2 separate regions of the Mus musculus genome follow, and region 1 is linked to region 2. The links are chromatin contacts, called in public promoter capture Hi-C maps. All regions are on one chromosome and are shown on one strand. Each heading gives the region's core, a stretch centred on a gene start, on an enhancer-like site or on the middle of the called end of the contact. The rest is flanking DNA. Distances are from core to core; before and after follow the strand shown.

Evidence for each region. Capture Hi-C pulls out chosen DNA fragments and counts their contacts.
Region 1: a promoter capture Hi-C map of adipose tissue shows a contact between it and region 2. The contact joins two enhancer-like sites. A contact is called at or near these places in 1 of 39 promoter capture datasets (pre-B cells), 1 of 15 datasets of contacts at CTCF or cohesin (the NIH/3T3 cell line), 33 of 484 Hi-C or Micro-C datasets (B cells, B-cell progenitors, the C10 cell line and 22 more), 15 of 115 datasets of contacts at active chromatin or transcription factors (CD8 T cells, the HPC-7 cell line, T-cell acute lymphoblastic leukemia and 10 more) and 5 of 9 other capture datasets (adipose tissue, embryonic stem cells, embryonic tail and 2 more).

What each region holds. Positions count from the first base shown.
Region 1 is chr6:91,738,899-91,743,789 of GRCm38.p6, forward strand. It overlaps Slc6a6 (solute carrier family 6 (neurotransmitter transporter, taurine), member 6), which reads left to right. Exons shown (of 15, transcript NM_009320.4): 7 at 979-1,113; 8 at 2,051-2,154; 9 at 2,280-2,404. Among named protein-coding and RNA genes, the nearest start is that of Gm44981, 19 kb to the left of the region's middle. Within about 2 kb of position 2,198, at least 21 of the 459 cell types and tissues checked have an H3K27ac peak or open chromatin away from gene starts, as enhancers often do. A contact at or near this core is called in adipose tissue and uterus, where this site is marked.
Region 2 is chr6:91,589,365-91,594,270 of GRCm38.p6, forward strand. No RefSeq gene overlaps it. Among named protein-coding and RNA genes, the nearest start is that of Gm40387, 69 kb to the right of the region's middle. Within about 2 kb of position 2,142, at least 50 of the 459 cell types and tissues checked have an H3K27ac peak or open chromatin away from gene starts, as enhancers often do. A contact at or near this core is called in adipose tissue and uterus, where this site is marked.

The DNA of each region.
Region 1 (4,891 bases), core at 948-3,447, 150 kb after region 2:
ATTCTGGGCATGACCTTAGGGAAGTTCCTGCCTACCTCTCAAGTCACTGTCAAGCAGGCTGTATGTCTTGACAGTCATCGGCTGGGCTCTGACCGTGCCGATGCTCACCCATCTTCCCCTGGATAAGGGCTGCTGTGACTCTTGTCCTCATTGTATATGAGAAGAAACCCAGAGAGAGTGACCAACATGGCCTGCATCTCAGAGTTGGAGCTGACCCCTTGTCTCACTCTGTATCCCCAGGCAGGCCTTGAACACATCTGCCTCAGCCTCCTGGGTGCTAGGATTACAGATGTGCACCTATACCTGCTTCTGTCTTTTTTTTTTTTTTTTAAATATGTGTAGGTATGTTGCCTAAATATTATGTGTGCCTGGTGTCAGAGATGACCAGAGATGTCAGGTCCTTTGCAACTGGAATTTCAACTGGGTCTAAGCTGCCACGTGGATGCTGGGAATCAATCTTGGGTCCTTTGCAAAAGCAGCCAGTCCTCTCAGCCACGTGTCATCTCTCGAGCCCTTTCTTTACTCCCAACCCCCCCACCGACCCCTGTGTTATACTGATAGTTGTCATGCTAGCCGATATGTGCTGAGTGCCATGTGACCACGGGCTGAGTCGTTGCCTAGGGTCCCTGATAGTTGACTCAGTCTGTATGTTTGTATTTTTGCATAATCTCTTCAAAGGGTGGGCATGCTTTCTGTCTTGCCTGCTTTGTTAAATTCTGAGCCTGAATGGGCTATGTGAATTATCCACAGGATTTTTTTTTAAATCTATAAGAGAGACCCTTATGTCATATTTAAGGAAAGTGGCAGAGGCTCAGGGGTCGCACAACACACTAAAGACGGCACGGCAAGTGAGACCAATATGTCTCTAGGGTCCTTGCTGCACCCAGGGCAAGCACGTGCCTCTGAGAGAAGAGGATGGCCCACACTTCATTGCAGCAAGGACACTCACAAGTCTACCCGATGCCTTCTCGACAACAGGTTGTCTACTTCACCGCTACTTTCCCGTTTGCCATGCTTCTGGTGCTGCTGGTCCGTGGACTGACCCTGCCAGGTGCTGGTGAAGGCATCAAATTCTACCTGTACCCTGACATCAGCCGCCTTGGGGACCCACAGGTACAGCAGGGTGTGGTACCTCATCCCAAGACCCTGTATAAACCGGTGGTGCACACAGGGTACAGATGGCAGTGTTTTCTCTGGCTCTTTGATGCCCATGTGTAGCCAACCATTACTGCCTGGTACTTCTCTCCTGGGCCAGTAGTGGCTCACAGTCCTTCTGAGCTACAGAGCCTGCCTCAGGCAATCACTCCTTGCTAAGGCGAGGAGGGGCCCCTGTTCCAGCCACATCAGGACCAGAGACTCAATGTTTAGGATACCATCCTCAGATAGGATCAATGGTGCTCTGAAGGTTAAGGGGGTCAAATTGTAAGTCCCCCTGTCTCAGCACATAGCTGAAGAGTGTTAGAGTTGGTGAAACCCCTGGAGGCTTTTGTGTGTCTTTTGAGACCTTTGTCCCAGGCTCCCAAGCCCCTGGGAAGCAGTTGAAAATTGGAGCAGAGCAGGGTTGGTGGCCAGCCTGAGCTGTAAGCTGGGAAGGTAGGCTTGCTGCCTTCCAGAGCTATAAGCTACAGTCCCTAGAGAAGTAAAGAATGCCTTGTGTTCTAACTTAGGTCTCAGACTAAGCCATCACAGCCGTCAAAGCTGCCTTGGTGTGCTTGATGTGGACCGTGGCAACTTAGCAATAGACTCAGAGAAGACTGCTCTTTACTGAGTGTGGAAAGTTGTTTGCAGGGGCAGGGTAGGCTAGGGGCCCATTCTGTAGATATGAAAAGCAAGGTTTCAGGAGTGGTACTGGTCACTCCAGAGTTAGAGGCCTTAACTGATGCAGGAAGAAGAGGGTCTTCCTCTGGGGTTCTAGATCTGCCCTCTGGGGTTCTAGATCTGCCCTCTGGGGTTCTAGATCTGCCTCTGGGGTTCCTTGCAGCTCGCCTGTGTAGACATTGTCATGGTTAATCACCCCAGGCAACCACCCTAATGCTCTTCCCCTCTTCAGGTGTGGATCGACGCTGGAACTCAGATATTCTTTTCCTACGCAATCTGCCTGGGGGCCATGACCTCACTGGGAAGCTATAACAAGTACAAGTATAACTCGTACAGGCAAGTGTCGCGCTGGCGGGCCCGGTGGACGTTAGAAATGATGATTAAAGAAAAAAAAAGAGAAGTAGGGAGCGTGGCTTCCTTGTGTTGTGATTAACTTACCCCCTGACGTGTGTGTAACTTAGGGACTGTATGCTGCTGGGATGCCTGAACAGTGGTACCAGTTTTGTGTCTGGCTTCGCAATTTTTTCCATCCTGGGCTTCATGGCACAAGAGCAAGGGGTGGACATTGCTGATGTGGCTGAGTCAGGTACGGTGGTGTCGGTGGCAGTGGTGGTGGGCACTGCCACCTAGTGTGTAAGATGAGTACTGCAGGCATGGAGCCAGACCCCAGGGGGATGGAGGGAGCCTGGCTTTTACATAGACATCCCCTCTCCCCCCAAGATGTGCTCCCATACCTGAGTACAAAGGCTACAGTTAAAGGTCCTCAGTGCATTCTGGCCCACTGAAGGTGGGAGGAGCAAGGGCGGTTGAGATGAAACTTGGTGGCTGTTTTAGTTGTGGTCTTCCAGCCCCCAACACTTCCCCAGCATCCGCTGGCTTTAGCCATGGAAGTTGGTTTTCTAATAAGGCTCAGGTCAGCCACAGCTAGCACACCAATCACCAGCGCTGCTGACATCTCAGCCTTGGTTTCTGTGGTTTGCATTTGGCACCTGGCGGGCTCCAGTGCCAAGCCGATCCACTCTTGAGTCCTTCCTGTCTATGTTCCAAACCTCACCCCTCCCAGCCTCCACCACAGTCACCAGGAGCGAGAGGGCAGGGGAGAAACATCACTCAGAGCCCACGACAGAGCCGATTTGGGAGTAGGATATGAGGACACTGTTGCCTTTGGGGAGTTGGGGCCCTGTTGGCCCCATGTTGCTACTCAAGATGCTAACATTCACAGAATGGATGGTCGATCTTAGGGTCAGGGGCTCTTCCTTAGCAACATGGGATCCAGAACTCCAGCAAAGAAGGTTCTGGAACATGGTCTTGACTCCTACTACCTCATCACGGTTTTTTAGGGGTCTGGGCTCTAGTCGCCCTGTAGTGGATGGGGTTCTGGGGTGGATATCACCAGGGGCCACCTCCTCACCCCATTCTCTTGCAGGGTGGTCAGGTGTTATCCAACCTAATTACTCTGGGGCTTCTAGAGGCTGCCAAGAGCCATGGGTTGGGTCTTCCTTCAGGCCACATGGATGGGTGAGATAGGGAAGACTGTCCTTCATTATTCTAGGTGTTTTTTTACAGACCAGGGCAGGTACCCTAAGTCCCTGCCATTCTCTTCCCTCGATCTCCTTATATTTGAAACTTAAGGTCATGTCTCAGTTCTCTGATCCTGAGCCTTGGTATTGGAAGGTCAGAGGGTACCTTGATACTTTGTGTCTAGATCATCTAGATATTCATGTCTCAGCGGAGATCAGGTTGCCTTGGTATTGGAAGGTCAGAGGGTACCTTGATACTTTGTGTCTAGATCATTTAGATATTCATGTCTCAGCTGAGGGCAGGCTAGGCTCATAGGCAATGTATCTGGATGCCGAGTCTCCACCCACTACACGTCTGGAGAGCCATCCAATGTGGCCATTTCACTGGATCCTCTGACCTCAGGGACCTCAGAGACTATTCATCCTCTGTCAGCTGCTGGGCCATAACGCAGCCCCTCCTCCAGTGTGAACAGCACACTGTGCACACATATCTATTTCACTGTGTCCCAGTTGGACACTCAGAAGAACTATTTACCCATTCTCAGAAGCTCCAAAGGCAGGGAAGGGCCTGAGGGCACAGGACCTCAATCACAGCCTCTTGTGTTGGAAGTTGTTTAGCAAGGGGCCCAGCACCTCTTCCAGACCCTCTACAAATGTCGATATCCCCCACTTACACATGCAAAGTGATTCCAAAGCCGTTACGGGGTTCCACTAAAAACACAGAGGAAACTTGTTATGGGAGAAAGATGGGGTTCACCAAAGAGATCTCTGTGCACAATGGGCATGTTCACACCGTGCATGTAGTCAGTCCGAGTGGCTTCTTTTCTTTTATCCACTTCAAAGACCTCGTCCACGCTCCTTCCCCACAGTGATGTGTAAGCAGCCAGCACAGCAAGAGGGATGGTGACTCTAAGATTTTTTTGGCAAGCACCATAACAAAGAAAAGTGCATTTGAACAAGGGTATTGCACAACCAAGGGAAGCCCAGGCAGAACATGGCGTGCTTCACTCGGGGCATCCCAGCAGTCTAAGTATTCTCGGCTTCTACTCGCTCAAGTTTACTGTGGTTGTAGAGGAGGGTGCTTGGCCCCTCTCCTGAGGCTGGTTTGAGAAAATCTAAAATGAAGGACAGAAAGAAGTGAATTGACTCTGTTCACAGTGCCTGGTGCGGAGGGTTGGGGGTACACCACCTTTTACATCTGTCTTGTAGTTGGCTAGTCCTGATTGCTCATTCTTGAGGTGGACAAGGCAGGTCCAGAGCTTTGAACTTCAGGGGGAGCCGAATGCTTTTGGTTCTAACTTGAGCCCAAGTATATGTTTCATGATGTCCCCGGTGGGAGGTGCATGTTCTGAGCCCCCTGCTCTCAATCTTGCTCATCCAAGCAGCTTTCAGCTTGGTAAGCAGCCGCACCTGTTCCCCTCACAGAATCTTCTAGTATCACCTTCTAGCAAAACTCAGCGGCTGCCCCAGGTCGTTGTTTCAGTAGGGTTTCTCATTTCTCAGGCTGAGCAGACCTCATTGTAAGACTTCTCCTCCCCCGCCACAGTTGGGGT
Region 2 (4,906 bases), core at 892-3,391:
CTTGAGTCACAGGTTGGGAAAGCCTGCTTCACCATGGCAACATTGTCTGTGGGTCCTTGAGCGTCTACACCCTAAGCACATGAGATTTCCACTCCAAGAACTACCTGTCCCCCTTCCAATGAGGCCCCAGCTATCAAGCTGAAGTCAGGCAGCCACTCTGGGACCTAGCCCACAATACCACAAGGTATTGGAATACCACAAGGCCATGTGGGGTTGGAGGCTACTAACACACACACAGGCTTGAATGCTGGAGGGAAGGGTCTTGTCTGGCAAGAGCATTGCAGGCGTTAGTGGGAAACATGCCCACTGTGACACTAGAAAGCCAAGTGCTCTGTGGAATCCCTCAGAAGTGGCTTCTCATCTACCCTCGACCTTCCAGACTAAGTTACAGTTCCACAGAACAGTTCCCAGCAACCCAACAGGCCCTTAAACCCCTGCCTACGATGCTCGTCTGATGGCAAGCAGTTCTGAATCATCATGAGCCTCCATGGGACCCTCTCCAAGGCTGGGGCTAAGGAGCCCCACCATGTCAGCAATCGGCCAGCCATCTTCCCTAGCTTCACACATTTGAGACCCATACTCCACGCATGGCATACTTGTGTTAAATTGTGTGTGTGGGGGGGGGGGGTTGGGGGGGTGCTTTAACTCTGTTAGTTCAGATGACCTGACTGATATCACCAGGGGGAAGGGCACAGAAATTGCTCTGCAGAAATAAAACATGATTGTGCATTAGAAACCAACATACTTTACAGACGTTCTATTAAAGCATCAAAGTGACGTCTCAGGGTTTGTCACAGCAGGATACCTGGCACTGCCCTGTGCTCCCCACCCCCAGCCAGTCCCCCCAGCCTGGTAAGTGGCCAGAAGAAAAAGTCCAAGGGAGGCAGACTAGAAACAGTTTCCCTAGGAGGTGATACAGTCTAAGGCCATGGTGTGTACAACACACTTGGTGATTAGGGAAACAGTGGTCCTCATGATGAAAACAGAGAGGGTAAGACTTGACTGAAGCCACACAGCACAAAGGAAGAGTGCCTGGAACAGGTCTGCCCACTCCTAGCATTCTTCAGCACCTTGGTTTGTGTCTTTAAGGCACTTCAGATGCTTCCGGCCAGTGCTGATGGTCTGGGATCACACCATCCTAATCCCCGAAGCCACTCCCTTCCATCTGTCTGGTTTGAAGCCCTCCGTACTCAGTACCCCACAGCACCCACAGACAGCACCAGTTGGTGTGGGATCCACAAATGCAAACTCATTTAAATGTCAGCTGTGGCGACACGGGGCTCAGGGAGGCAAACAGGTGACAGAAATAGATGTGACAATCACAGTATCCTAGGCTGTCGGCAGGCACTTCCAGCCCCTCTTAACCCTTGCTTGGGCTGGTGGCTCTCAGAGAATCAAGATACCAGGAACCCCCATCCTGAGGGAAACTCAGGAATCCTCTGTCACTCCTCTAGCATCTTAGATGGGTCCCAGGCTCATCCCACCTGGACACCTTGTGAGCTTTTCTGTTTCAATGAACCGAGTTTTCAAGAAAGATTTTGTTTGCGCAATGAGATCTGATGCCAAGAATTTGGAGATGACTGGCCTCTGTGATTTTCCAGGCAGCTTCAGTTAATGGGCTGCGAAGAAAGGCTCAAGTCCACTCCGGAAGTAGTGGCTGTTCAGGGTCCACCTTTTGCAGCCAGAAGTTTGCCTCCTTACTTATCTCTGTGAGAGGGTGAGCTGTGGGGGTTAATTTTAAAGGAGGAGGCACTTCTGTGGCGTCAGGAAGCCTCTTTGTCTGCTTTGAGGCCCATCCAAGTTTAACTTTCGGTGGGCAGGAGACACCCAACCTCCTTTCCCAGCCTCAGCAGCCCTGGCCCCTCCCCCCAGCCTTGCACAACAAGGTACCAACTGGCACCATACAAAAGCAGCCTTGCCTTTGGATCCCCCAGCTCCAGGGTCTGGGCCAAGCTCCGAGTGGCCTCAATGAGCCCAACTTGCTTTGTTACCCTACTGTCCCTGTGCTTACAAAAAGGAAGAGGGAGGGTGGGACAGCCCCAAGCCACATTTGATTGGAGAACTTTTGTGTTTGGATTTAAGCGTGGCCTTTGTGAAATCTCTCTCTTCTGGCAACTGTGTTCCTCAGCTGAGAGAAGGAGTGAGATCTCCCCTGGGGGAAATTGGAGACAGGGAGGCTGAGCAATAGGGCTAAAGGGAGCAGGCTCTGTGAGGGAAGGACGAATGACTTATAAGAGGGCATGAGAAGCCATTGAATAGGGACCAGCAGACGACAGCGGTGAAACTAGGATGACAGTTGACCACAGATGTGCTACTCAAGAATGGGGTGTTCGTGTAAGGTATCATGCCGCTGTCTGTAGCTGATGGCCATGTGCTGTAGAGTGGGCTCTCTGGCAGGGTTCTGGTACACCTCCATGCCCAGGAAGGGAGGAAGAGGGGAGCCCATGTTTGGTTTCATTAGATTCTGCTTTTGTGTTATAGGAAGGATCACTCACATTATCTTCTCAGGACCGGAGTCAGAGATGGGAGATGGATTATTGGAGGTTCTGAACAAAGTCTGGTTCCTCACACTGGAGCAGCCTGCACAGCTTTAAAGCCAAAACTAAGAGACGACAAACCTCCATAGCATTAGAAGAGGAGGGATCCTGCTTCCTGCCTGGTGGTTACATATTGAGCCTCAAGGCCTTTCTTGACATCATGGAGTAGTGGCCACAACAGACTTTGAAGCCAAACAGCCTGTGTCCGTATTTGGTTCTGTCACCTACCAACTGGAAACCTGTTGTGAATGCCGGCTTCCTTGCTTACAAGGGATAAATGACAAGATAGAGCACTAATAACATCTCTTCTACTGTTTTCTGCGACCATGGCAGACATTACTAGTCAATCAAGATAACTCTCGCTGAGCCTCAGAGCCCCTTCTGTGTGTCCAGAACTCCTCATTGGACATTTGAGGGGCAACCCTTTTTCCTTCTCCATCAGCAGCCACAGAACACAGTTCTTAGCACATACCATGGATAAACACCACTACTCAATCTCTGCTCAGTGCACAAAGTCTTAGTTTCCTCACCCCCAGCAATGGGGAGCTCTCTCTCACTGCCCATTTCATCACTGAGCAGTGCTAAGAAACTTTTCCTCTTAAGTCTCCCTCCTTGCCCCTCCCTATTCACTTCCATCAGTGGGTCTATGGCAGAAAGTTCCCTTCCTCCCAGGGTGTGCTGTCGCTACCGATTTAGGGGTTTTATTTTTAGGTGATACATTTGAACCTTCTGATGAGTACAGCCTTCTCTCAGCTTGCCTGTGCTCAAGCCCAGGCTAGCTAAGCAGCTTTAGCATTCTGATAGACATGTGAGAGGCGGGGTGTGTGTGTGTGTGTGTGTGTGTGTGTGTGTGTGTGTGTGTGTGTGTGTGTATGGATCAGGACAAACAGAGAGGGGGACGATAGGATGACAGATGATGTGTTGTAAAGCTTCCTAGCACACCAGGCCAATGTCACTCCTTACATAAGCTTAATAGCTTCTCAGGGGGATTGGGGCTACATCCAGGGCCTCATTGTTAGCTGATTAAGGCTGATTATTCCAAGGGGAGGGGGCCATGAAGAGGGATGTGAAGTTATGTAACTAACCACTTATTTGGATTTAATCTATGGTTCTAAATTTAGGAGGTGGAAGGCTTCAAAAATGAGCTCTTGTCATTTAAAGGTGGCACTGGCCCTAGGGGTAAGGGGTATGGGTCCAGCAGGTCGCTGAAGCCAAAGGCTACAGGGGCACTTTTCATTTAGAGGGGACCTCAAGGTTTTTGTCCTACAGTATTGCAAAGACTTGCAAGAGAGCAGTGCACCTGACGAGTAGAGGAAGACAGTGTGGTGATAACGGGTGAATCAGAAACCAATGTCCTTCAGGCTGGAGAGCTCTATAAGAATCTGGAAGGTAGTGTTTACCCAAGAGAAGGACATGTGTTCATGTGTGTGGTCATCTCCAACTGTACTGTTCCTGTGTCGGGATGCGTAGCTTTGATGTTCTAAACATTTTGCTCAGAGCTGTGGAAAACCACCAGAAGTCAGTGTGTGTGCTCCAAAAGGAGTCCACAGGCACCTCTCATAGCACAATTGTGTGTAGGGATGGAGAGGTAGCTCAGCTGGTGTTCGCTTAGCATGCAGAAGGTCCTATGTCCCAGTCCCTTGGTCCCCACACCACTTCTCAAAAATATTGTGTAGAGCATGGTTATATACACTCTAGTCCCAATACTGAGAAGCCTGGAGCAGGAGGAGCAGGAGGAGCACGAGTTTGAGGCCTGTCTAGACCATGTATCAAGAACCTGTCTTTTTGTTTTGTTCTGTTTTTCTGAGACAGGGTTTCTCTGTGTAGCCCTGGCTATCGTGGAACTCAATCTGTAGACCAGGCTGGCCTCAAATTCACAGAGAGCCACCTGCCTTGCATCCCGAGTGCTGGGAATAAAGGCGTGCGCCTGGTACAAGAACCTGTCTTGACTGAACAAAAATAGCGGATTTCCACGGGTATCACGACATGTCTGCAGAAGGCTGCACACAGCTCTCTGGCAGTCATTACCATAGCACTGTCCTGATGCTAGAAGTCAAGGCTCTGAGTGACTACAAGCTTCTGCTAATAACTATAGATGCCACAGGGAGCAGTGACCTGCCTCTCATGTCCACGGCCATCTGAGTATATGTCAACAGCCACCCCGTTAAGAAAGAAGCTGCTGGAAGCTGAGGAGAAAGAGCAGCTGCTGAGGGACTAGAGGTGGCCCAGCGTACTGAGGTTACGAGCACTGGCTGTTCTTTCAGAAGAACTGGGTTCACTTCCCAGCACCTACATGGCAGCTCATATCCAGCTGTAACTCCAGAGAATCTGGCCTCTGTGGGTACTGCTCACATGTGGTACACATGTAG